2 separate regions of the Ostrinia nubilalis genome follow, and region 1 is linked to region 2. A link is a contact called in public Hi-C data. All regions are on one chromosome and are shown on one strand. Each heading gives the region's core, a stretch centred on a gene start, on an enhancer-like site or on the middle of the called end of the contact. The rest is flanking DNA. Distances are from core to core; before and after follow the strand shown. Region 1 holds the start of LOC135079358 (ubiquitin-like modifier-activating enzyme ATG7). Region 2 holds the start of LOC135079136 (large ribosomal subunit protein uL23m).

Region 1 (5,337 bases), core at 1,016-3,515, 330 kb after region 2:
ATAATACTTATGGGCTCAACACAAACTAACGCAAGTCTAGGCCATGCTTAGGCCGTATAGTCTCTAAGTTTCTGGCATTTTCATAAAAAATGGATGAAAGTTTATGTACTTATTATTAGACAGAACAGATGTAGGCAATAGGCATATAGTATGCCCAAATGGCATATGTATCCCAAAAATGGATATGGAAAATTATTTACTCATTTGCCTTTAGTCACAAACATTTGTGATTAAATATGTTGGATGTTTGGACTAAATAAAAATATTTTCTTTCTTTCAAATAAGTCACATGCAGAAGCTAGGTTGCATAATTAAATTTAATTACGATTTTACCAATAAATTTCTCGCAACATGACACCCCAGAGTTCCAGCACCAAGCAACAGGCATTTGTTAGTTTTCATCACTTCCACATTGATGTCTGGGACCAATCGCCATTTCATGAGTTTTATGTTGAGATCTGATGAAGTGTCTGCTAATCTGGGAAAAAGAAAAATTGAGTCAAAAACAATATTAAAAAATTGAGCAAAATCCGAGAAAATTCTGGGCTTTCTCACCACCAAAACTTACTTAATCGGATCCATTGATGCTGACATATTAGCAAGTTTGGGTCCAAAATTGCCTTTATCATTTCTTTCCCAGCCAACCCAACCTGCACTTTCAACTGACTTGAGATCCTAAAAAAATCTTCAAAAGTTTTAAAAAAGGTGAAACTTAAATAATATAGGTAATTATGGAGCAGGATAGAAGAGATCATACCTATGAAAAATATATCATAGTACATTTTCATTTAAAGCTAAACAAGTTTTATTGGAATACAAACCTGTGATCCCTTTATAGTGAAGACAAGACTGTTTCCCACTTCACCATTTGGAGAGCACCTCAATCCTATCACTTGAATATCTGAAGAGGCAAGACTCGGAACATGGTCAAACAAGGCTGCTAAGAAAAGCCTTAGAGACCACCCGGGGTTACTCCCGTTACTTGAATCAAGGAATGTAAAGTATGTGTTGCTTAAATCAACGTCTAATTTGCTCTGTACAGTGTCATTCGGATTGAGCAGCTTCGATAAATTATGAACTGCAACATTATCATTGTTTTTTGTCACAATGAAAAAGGATTTCTGTCTGTCGTCTAACGATTTAAACGCATGTGCGAGGTAATCAAGTTGCTTGTTACTGAAATGTATTGCAATGCTCTTGCTTTTTTCACGCAGGTACACTGTGGGTTGGCTTGGGGCTGGGAATGCAAACCAGTAGAAGTAATGGAATTTTTTCAAGTCCTGAAATTGTAAAAATGTCATTATTATACAAAAAAATTATAAATAATACTTTTTGTATGCTGGTTAAGTTGGAAGTATCATAGTGCTTTTGTTACATCATTTGGAAAAGATCTAGGTATTTACAGTAAAACTTTTTATTGAGTGACTAAATTGTGCAAATAGGTTGATGTATAAGATTTTATTACTATAACCTGAGCAAGGCACAGCCAAAAAAGATTTCAAACTTTTGATAACTTACAGCAAAAGATAAAATAACAAAGTTAAGTAGAGATCCAGGATTGACAATCCAGTTCTTCTCCTTCTTGAGATCAGCCCATAGTATTTCTCCGATGGAATTTATCAGATCGGCTTTATCAATGGCTTTGAACTCCTCAATTGTGTTTTTGTTCATTAACTTGCCAGTTACACTCTCATAGTACTGCTCTTTCTCTGGGTGCCTAAAATTTATAAATTCTATAATCATCATATAACTTCAGTTTATGTATTAGATTCATTATGTGGAATGGAAACTTGGATATAAATTAGATCACTTATCATTATATAAATTAGTGCGTAAATATGCAAATTAAGTTACTCGCAGTGAGGAAATGTATAAAAAAGTTATACTCCTGTAGAAAGTATGAATTACGCAGTAATTTATTTAAGTAGTAGTACAAAGATTAAGACACAAGGACAATACCTGTTAAATGAGGTCCCATCGACTTCAAAAACAGGCCCCAGATCGTCTCGATAAGTAAAACGCCCAAATATTTGTCTGGTGTTTTCACTCAGTTTATCAACATCGATTTTCATTTCAGTAAGCGTGTGCCAGAAAGATGGATGCACAAACGACATGAATGGCACATATTGTATTATTTCTCCTTTAGTCTCAGATTCAGACATTGCGCCACAAATCACCAAGAAACAAACACAAAAACTTTATTTTTCTGAAATCGATCGACGAAAACGTCCTTTTTGTTGCTAATGTCAAAATCAGCTGTATTTGGCATATAAATGTCACAAAAAAATGTATGCAAGAAAATTATGATTATACAGCCTACGAATTAGCGCAGTGTAGTTTCTTCAAGGCCTTCTACTGGCTGGCGGGGTTATCGAACTTTTTTAAACTAATAACAAAACTGAATCGGAATTAATTGGAATGTCAATCACTGAAAAATACATTCGTTTTTATTACGTCAATGGAATATACTGATATTTTTTAGGTTTTATTGCAAAATAATTCTAAGTCTACTTCAATGTAGTGATTTTACTTTGTTAGGACACAATTCGAAATTATCGTGGAAGGAAATTAAATTTTATACAAGGTAAGTTACCATAAAGTTACCAATATACTTTCTGACGTCTATGCAGACACTACCACCTCCGGCTTTTAACATACCTTGCTGACCATACCATTAAAGAGTACGTCACGTCGATACAATACATCCCCCAACGATCTTTCTGCGTAGGTAGATGGACACACATCGAATAGCTATTAGACACTTCAGCTGCTGCAGCTGATAAGTAAGAGCTACTCCGATTTTATATGTATTGAAAATGTATATTTTCAGGATATTTATAGCATTGACTACTTCTTTACTATGGCAATTAACTCGTTTGAGAAACAATGTGACAAAATTCATAACAAGTATTCCTCTAATAGTCCACGAGGAAGTGCCTTACCTTCTTGTCAGTTGGTAAGGTTGAGCATTGCCACAGACGACAGTACCACGAGTAGCGACAGTAAAAGTATCAAATCAAAGAAAAAAGGTAATCTAAAATCGCCGTATTTAAATGGCGATAGCGTGCACTTGCTTTCAAGAGTAACAGAGAAAAAACTTTATTCCCAACATAAGAAAGCATCAGATATTGTGTCTTCATTCCCATTAGCGGCAAATATTTACAAAGCTAATTCAGACGAGTTCAAATCGCAGAAAAAGGGCATTAAAAAGGTGAAGAAATCTGTTCTGACGTTGCCGAATGCGCCAACAGCAGTTCCTCAAACATGCACGGTGAGCGATATGAACGATTCTGAATATTGCAACGGGAGTGATGACAATCGAAAGCTGAAAGCAAAAAAGCGCTTTGTGGCACAAAACAAAAAGGCTAAAGTTCGAAATAAAGATTACGAATTTTATGATAGAGATGCTCGTTATTGTTCGCAAATGAACATAAACCTTGACTGCAGTTCTACGGATGTGATAAATCAATTCACTGGTGATGGAAAAAGTGTGTCTGGAAAATTCCGTAGAGGAAAGGGACCACAAGCTGAACAAGAATTTAATGCTCACGACGTTTGGGCAGTTCTAAGGAACATCAACCGCTTTCAGTTTCGGCCTTCTCCTCCCATTTCAGAAGACAGCATACATTCGCCGAAGAAAAAGAAAATTAGGAACAAGAGACGCAATAATCGGAAAGACACTCGGTAAATTAACAATTATCCAATTCAATTGGAAGAGGTCACCGTTCTTAGATAAAATTTTACAGGCAATAATAAGTATTTTATAATTTTTCAGAGTGATTGAGACCTGTCGTACTGAGGAATTTGCTTACATATCGAGCTTCGAAGTAGATAGTAAATCTCCAAGGAGCTTTTCTCAGTCATCTAGTTTCGATCGCATCACTGTAATCGACAAGCAAGATGAATTTAGTGAAATATGCAAAGAATTCGAGAAAAGCGTCATAAAAACGAAGAATGTGAAAGTTAAAAATCGGTTACCGAACACAAATAAAAACCAGAATAGAAAGAATCCTAAGAACAATGTAAAAGCTATTGGGCATAAAGAGCAAAATGAATTGCAAGGACCACACAACAAAATTATTAACGATTGTAACAAAACTCTCGAGCCAAAAGAGTATGAATGTCAATTCAAAGACAATAACTACTATGATAACCCAGAAACACTCGTTAGGATGCATTTGGATTCTAAACCTTCTTCTCCTAGAAAGCAGCGCTTGAATAACTCCGCAAATCGCGATAGGTCAGATGGCATCAATTTTATTGTGAATCGGGCAAATGAGTTTGATTACACTTTGTGTTCAGAATCAAGTAAAGTTGGAATAACCACCGCCAGAAAAGGTATCATGCGCAATTTAATGTTTAATTAATTATTTTTTTTATAATACTGAGAGAAATTTTTCAATTTTAATTGCAGATAATGATGAAAAATTACCAAAAGTAGCCTCAGATGAATCTGGACAGCAAGTAAAAGGAATAACAAAAGTTATTTTGAGTAAAGGTCAAAGTTTGATGAACAACAAAAGAAACGAATTTTTGAAACGAAAACCTCGTTTAGCGACAACAATGCCAAGTACAACAATATTGCCTAAATTGACGCAGACTGAAATTAAAAGAAGATTGGCTAATATGAAATTTCCAATAGTTGTCTTAGGAAAAGATCAACTTGGATCAGCTTCGATTCAAATAATGAATGATCCTCTGCATTTGGAAACTGTAAACCAGCCCATTTGGCCATTTATGCAGGACTGGTATGAACCAACTAATTTGAAAAGACACAGCCCGGAAAAAGTAAAATCTGACGATAAGTTTGAAGAAAGTACTTCACCGAGAAACAAACACCAGGCGATTGATCGCAAAAACAATTTGCGCAAATCGAACGAGATGACTGTAAATAAGCAATCTGCTGTAAAAGATAAAAATTGCTTAAACGTCGAAGCTGCATCAAATAAAAAGAAGTATCCTAAACGTCCTTTACCTCCAAATGAAATTACTAAAGTAAAACCGCAGCAAACTAAGAAACCCAAACCTATACATCAATTAAAGGATAAAATGTTAAAACTTCTATACAAGAACACGTCAGCAAAAGATATTGATGAAAAACATAAAATTAGTGGTCACGGAGATTCAAATCTTAGCGATGATGTTCATGCTATCGAAGCTAAGATATCAGATGCTAGCAAAAAAGTTGATGTAAGCACGGAAACACTGATAAAGTATTTCGTGCCTCAAGACTTGTCTAGGAGCTTAAATGTAAATGCACGGCCTGATCCGAAGAAGATGCCAATATCCAGACAACCTTGGGCGAAAGCAAAATGGGCAAGTGAATTCATTGAAACT
Region 2 (5,270 bases), core at 811-3,310:
AGCCATGGAGACCACAAGCACACCTGTTGTGGCTGCTGCCGCCGGCAAAGTTTACAAAGTGCAGCAGAGTCGAGTTGGACGCGGTGTGCCAGTTATCCAAGATGCCTATACGAAGAAATGTTCTTGCTACAGAGATAAAACTATTGTATTTTGCCGAGCTTGTGGCTATTACTGCAATGGCCGCATACGCCTTAAGTGTGAACAGCACCCAAGGGTATGTAAACACTAGACAAGAAGTACCAACCAAGTGTAAACTAGGTCTCGATTTGAAAGTTCTTCTAGTATTTAACCAACTAGCTAGATGGTAAATCTACTATTACATGATATTCATACTCAGAAAAATCTACCTACCTACTAAAAATTACTTTATCTGCATTTTTTCAAATTAAGTCACAATATTATCCAACATGTTTCTTTTAAAATTTTCTAGAAACCTAATACACAATTTCAATAGGTGCAGCAACATAAAGTACCTACCTACCTTATTTCAATGCCTTGTAACATGGGTCTTAATAATTTTTTAAATTTTCCAGGTTACATTCTTGCTGGATATAGCAGAGTGTCCCCGCTGCAATTCACCATCATTCTTGGATGAGTACTTCAAAAATACTTAAATATTATCTATATTTGTCCTATACTGATTTTAGTAGTCTATCATAAGAGGTAACATACTAAATAAACTAGCTTTTATTGTGACTAATGTAAGAAGAATGTTACAGGTGTTTATTCATAACATTCAATGTGTTGTTTTATGTTAGAAGAAAGTTGATAATTTTGTTTAAGAAGTTTTATTTTTGTTACTTTTATGGGATATCAAAATGGAAAATAGTTAAGCCAATTTTCTCATTTACATAACAGATAGTTGTCACTGATTAGTTACAAAACAATACAGTTTTTTGAGAAAAACTTAACTTGTTTGTAGCTAATGTGCAACCTTGGGTGTTGGTAGAAGAAAATTGAATTTTGTTCCCGTTTTGAAATATTCCCTCATGTGCCATACAAAATTTTGTGAATGAGAAAGAATAAATGACTATAAAAATAATATTTTGATATTATTTTGACTCATTGTTTAATTTTCTATAGATACACATAAAATATTTTATAAATATAGAACTACTGAATGGTCAGCTAGACATTAAAAGAAAACATAAGTTTGTACAATTTAATATTTAGCTAAAACTTTGAACAACATTGTCTATTTACTAATATTTATATTGAAAACCAGCTAGGAACATCTGATCTGTTTTTGTTACGTTCTATGTATTTTTTGAAACTCTTCTTCGCTTCATCTAAAGATTTCATGTTTTCTTCTTCATCTTCTTTGCTCTTTTCAAACAAATCTGGATATTGAAAAGTCTGCCCTTTTGGCTGGAAATTTACAAATAGTTTTAATAATAATTCTAATAAATCAGCCAAAGTATTATAGTAAGGACACTGCTATTACAGTACATTTGTCTGAATACTTATTCCATTACTCTACAAATTGTATTCTATTACTATACTATGAGGCATTGCAGCTACATCTTGAACTTACCAGTACAACATAGGCATATTTGATATCATCATCTTTAGTTACATATCCTCGTCCAATATCTCTCTTGAACTTTCCCATAGTGATTTTTGTTCTTACGTCTATCACTGGAACATTGTATATCTTTTCCAAGTAGTTTTTGATATCATACTTGGTCATTTCCATTGAACATTGGAAGTTAACGATATTAGGCATTTGCTTTGGCAATGGGCGAACCAACTTCATCCAAAAGTTGGGCAGGAACACCCGAAGCTGCGGGTTACCTCGTTGATATATTGGATACCTAAAATTATAAAAGCAAAACCACAAGTGAGGTAAGGTATGATCAAATTTTTCAAGGATTATTAATATATTCTGCACAATAAACTTACCAGCGAGTGGACATGTTTTAGCAATTACACTAAAGAGAATAATTAATATTTCTTTGTATTGCAGCTAAAGTTTAATTTTAAGAAATCTATTCTCTGCTTTTAATTTTTCGGCCAAAATAACCACAAAATTTTGACACATTTGACAAGTATGTTTTTTCTAGATAATTTGTTAACGGCATTGAAAGTTGGAATTTGGATATTTTTATCACAATTTTTATACAGATAATTTTTTATCCATCCAAAGGAGGAAGACAGAGGAAGAATTATTTCATACTAGCTTTCCACCCTTCGGCTTCGCCCCCGTGGAATTTTGTAGTTTGGTTTCAAAAACCGGGATAAAAACTATCCTATGTCCTTTCCCGGGACTCAAACTGCAAATCTATGCCAAATTTCATCAAAATCGGTTCAGTGGTTTTGGCGTGAAAGAGAGACAGACAGAGTTACTTTCGCATTTATAATATTAGTATAGAGTATAGATAGTAGATAAGTAGTAGTATAGATTTATTTAAGAAATACCTAGCTCTTCCTCCTTTTTTAAACAAACTGACTTCTTGCGAAATTATCATACTAGAAATATTAATAGGTTTTTGTTAGTTTTCTGCTATCTATTAATTCGAGTCATTAGTCTTTTCTTTGCATTGTTTCCAAAATAACTCTGAGTGGGTGTCTGTCTGGACTCGCTGGAATAACAACGAGAAACTATTGATTATCACTATAAATAGTACACTATCGATTCGATACTATGTGACAGTCGACATTCAACCGAGCGCGTCACTACCCAATTGCCCGTTCACTCACTCACTCACGAAGGAAGGAAGTTTTCTTCAGCAGCCAGTCAAGTCAGCAGTTCAGCAAAAAAGATGGCGGTGGCACTGTCACCCGATCAGGAATTAGTAAGTAAATTATTGTATATTTTAGATAAATCCTAATATAATCTGAATTCTAATCTTTTTTGATGTAGTTAATTCTATCTATTCCATGTTAAGTATAGTTACGAAGCGTTTTTATGCCATGGTAATTGGGGTCGCAACTTGCGTCGTTTACCATGTCACCACTGTTTGTTTTGATTTGTTTCTGTACTTGTTTTTGAAGAAAACTACATAATACTGTGACCTATTTGGCTGTATCTTGGTCAAGTTTTCATGACCAGTGTGTTGTATAGTGTTCTATCATTCATACAAAGCACTGATTTGAGAAACTAGGTAACCACATCAGCGCAGGATGATATCTGAGAGTAAATTTCCGCTTCCGTTTGCTCCGCGATGTCCGACTAATTTAGAGCTGGAATGGTTACGCTTTTTTATTTGTTTCTAATTGGAAACAGTTTTCGTAACTTTCATATCAAGCTTGGATTCTAACCCAGTAACATGACAGCATCCCAAACCAGTTCTTGTATCTATGTTCTAAGGTGTTGCCCATGTCTCAGTTATTTTATTATTAGGGTGAGGTTAAAAGATGTGCTCATAAGTATGGTGAACTTTCATATAAATTTATTATACCTGTTTTGTATATAAAACGAAACAAACATACATTACCCTTTGACTAGGCTTCAAAATATTTTTTTCAATGGATTTGAACCTTAACACATGTCAATAAAGTTCAATATATGGTGGCAACAGTTCAGTTACTCCTAAAAAAAGTTTATTTATTTATTTATTTATTTATATGGCATACCAACAACATATATATTATACTCTTATGATTAACATTTGTGAAGATAACATTATAAAATATTAAGATGTAGGTACCTAACCCAAGTCACACAAAGTAAATTGCATGCATGGTGTTTTCTTAGTGTAAATTTGGTTTCATTGTGAATAGCAGAATTCTATTGCGCTAATTATCAATAGAGAATGGTCTAAAAGTCACTAAATGTTTGGCCTTTTTAGCAACAGTCTAATAAAGCCCTGTAATGCCATCAAAACCTTCTCAACTTGAGAAGACAGTTCTTCTGCCCTGAGACTGTATTTTTGCAGTAGGAGAGACTTGTGTCTCAAGAATGGAGATGAAATGACTGTATCCATATGATTACGTCTGAGTTATGACTTATAATGGCATTTACTCTTGCTGTATAATTAATGCAAATGAGAACATTAAGACACTTAATTCAGTGATGATTTATTGCGAAGATAATATTACAACCATGTGCACACACTTGAATGGTAGGAAAAAGAGACCATAAAGAGGGGCCAACGCTTCTGGGTTGCCAGATATTGTTATTAAATTTTTACCATGTAATTTTGTAAGTCAAAGGAGACTTCTTTTTTGTAATGGTATGAGTTTTTTCTGTTTAATCTTTTATACTATGAAAGTATCTAATCAAACAACTATTTTCAAGGTTACATTTTCTCAATCACAAAGTGGTATAAAGACTATTAACCATGCTGTATATTATTCGTGGCTATCAAATTATTCATTAATTCGATAAAACTTTCATCTTTCATGATGAACAATTTAATTTAATGTGATAAGCCATTAGGGGCAGGTTTTATTCAATCTATGGAGAGGTCCATGGTGTTAGTAACAGCTAACCTGTTCCTTGAGAACAGATTTTGGCTGGTTTAAATTGGGTACACTGATGCTAGTTTCTGTGAGCAGGCAGAGATTGAGATGATTTATTGAAAAATCATTCACATAATGATTGATAAGAAATCACATCAAGCTAACAATGTGGCATATTATGTATTTATCATAGGTCCTATTTTCTATTTTGCAACAACACTGTTCAGTGTGATGTGCTGTCAATTATTTATTGCTATGGACTTGATTTTTTTTGAAAAAATATTCAAGGCTATAGAAATGTGCCTACTTCCAGTAACCCTTGTCAAATTGTGGTTGACATGTCAACCTTAAATGACCCTGCTCCACAAATTACTCTCAAAACGATTTTTTTTATTTACTTTTTTATTTATGCCTGTGCGAGTGCGCGCCGATAGGTTACCTCAATTTATGGAAATATAAGAGGAACTCCAAGGATCTCAAACTAACAGAATTTATATGGACTAGTCAACTCCTCATTCTTATTTCAGAGGTTTTAGATTTTGGTGGTAGCCAACCTAAAGACAGTATATTTGGATAACAGCAATCAGTTTGCGAAAGCGGCTAATTCACTGAGCATAGCGAATCCCAAAATTGGACTGACAGTTAACACCTTCAGAAAGTGATGACATGCTCTAAAAGTAGGGTGAGAGATGCTGAGAAGTCAATATTGCTACACTTCGGCAGTTAGATTTTAATTGCTCTAGTTACCCTTATCCCTTATCTAGTACAAAAATGTGCTATTTTAACTGTTTTGCCTCTACATCACAGAAAAAAGTTCTGTTAACGAGCAACAGATATAACGATGTTAGAGACGTCCGGTCTGAAAT

The links. A called contact is a pair of places that touch in the nucleus more often than the background predicts.
Region 1: a contact with region 2 is called in a Hi-C map of whole body, with 4 times the contacts expected there. The contact joins the promoter of LOC135079358 here to the promoter of LOC135079136 in region 2. A contact is called at or near these places in 2 of 5 Hi-C or Micro-C datasets (both in whole body).

Annotation. Positions count from the first base shown.
Region 1 is chr16:9,670,253-9,675,589 of ilOstNubi1.1, forward strand. LOC135079358 (ubiquitin-like modifier-activating enzyme ATG7) reads right to left here and starts at 2,266. Exons shown (of 11, transcript XM_063974000.1): 1 at 1,960-2,266; 2 at 1,519-1,717; 3 at 822-1,280; 4 at 569-675; 5 at 334-478. The coding sequence starts at 2,162. It overlaps LOC135079357, which reads left to right and starts at 2,403. Exons shown (of 7, transcript XM_063973999.1): 1 at 2,403-2,584; 2 at 2,831-3,684; 3 at 3,776-4,338; 4 at 4,415-5,337. The coding sequence starts at 2,861. The region is part of intron 1 of LOC135079366 (a long non-coding RNA gene); the gene reads right to left.
Region 2 is chr16:9,341,413-9,346,682 of ilOstNubi1.1, forward strand. LOC135079136 (large ribosomal subunit protein uL23m) reads right to left here and starts at 2,061. Exons shown (of 3, transcript XM_063973727.1): 1 at 1,903-2,061; 2 at 1,535-1,814; 3 at 1,149-1,368. The coding sequence starts at 1,916. The coding sequence ends at 1,210. It overlaps LOC135079137 (a long non-coding RNA gene), which reads left to right. Exons shown (of 2, transcript XR_010258745.1): 1 at 1-214; 2 at 534-1,042.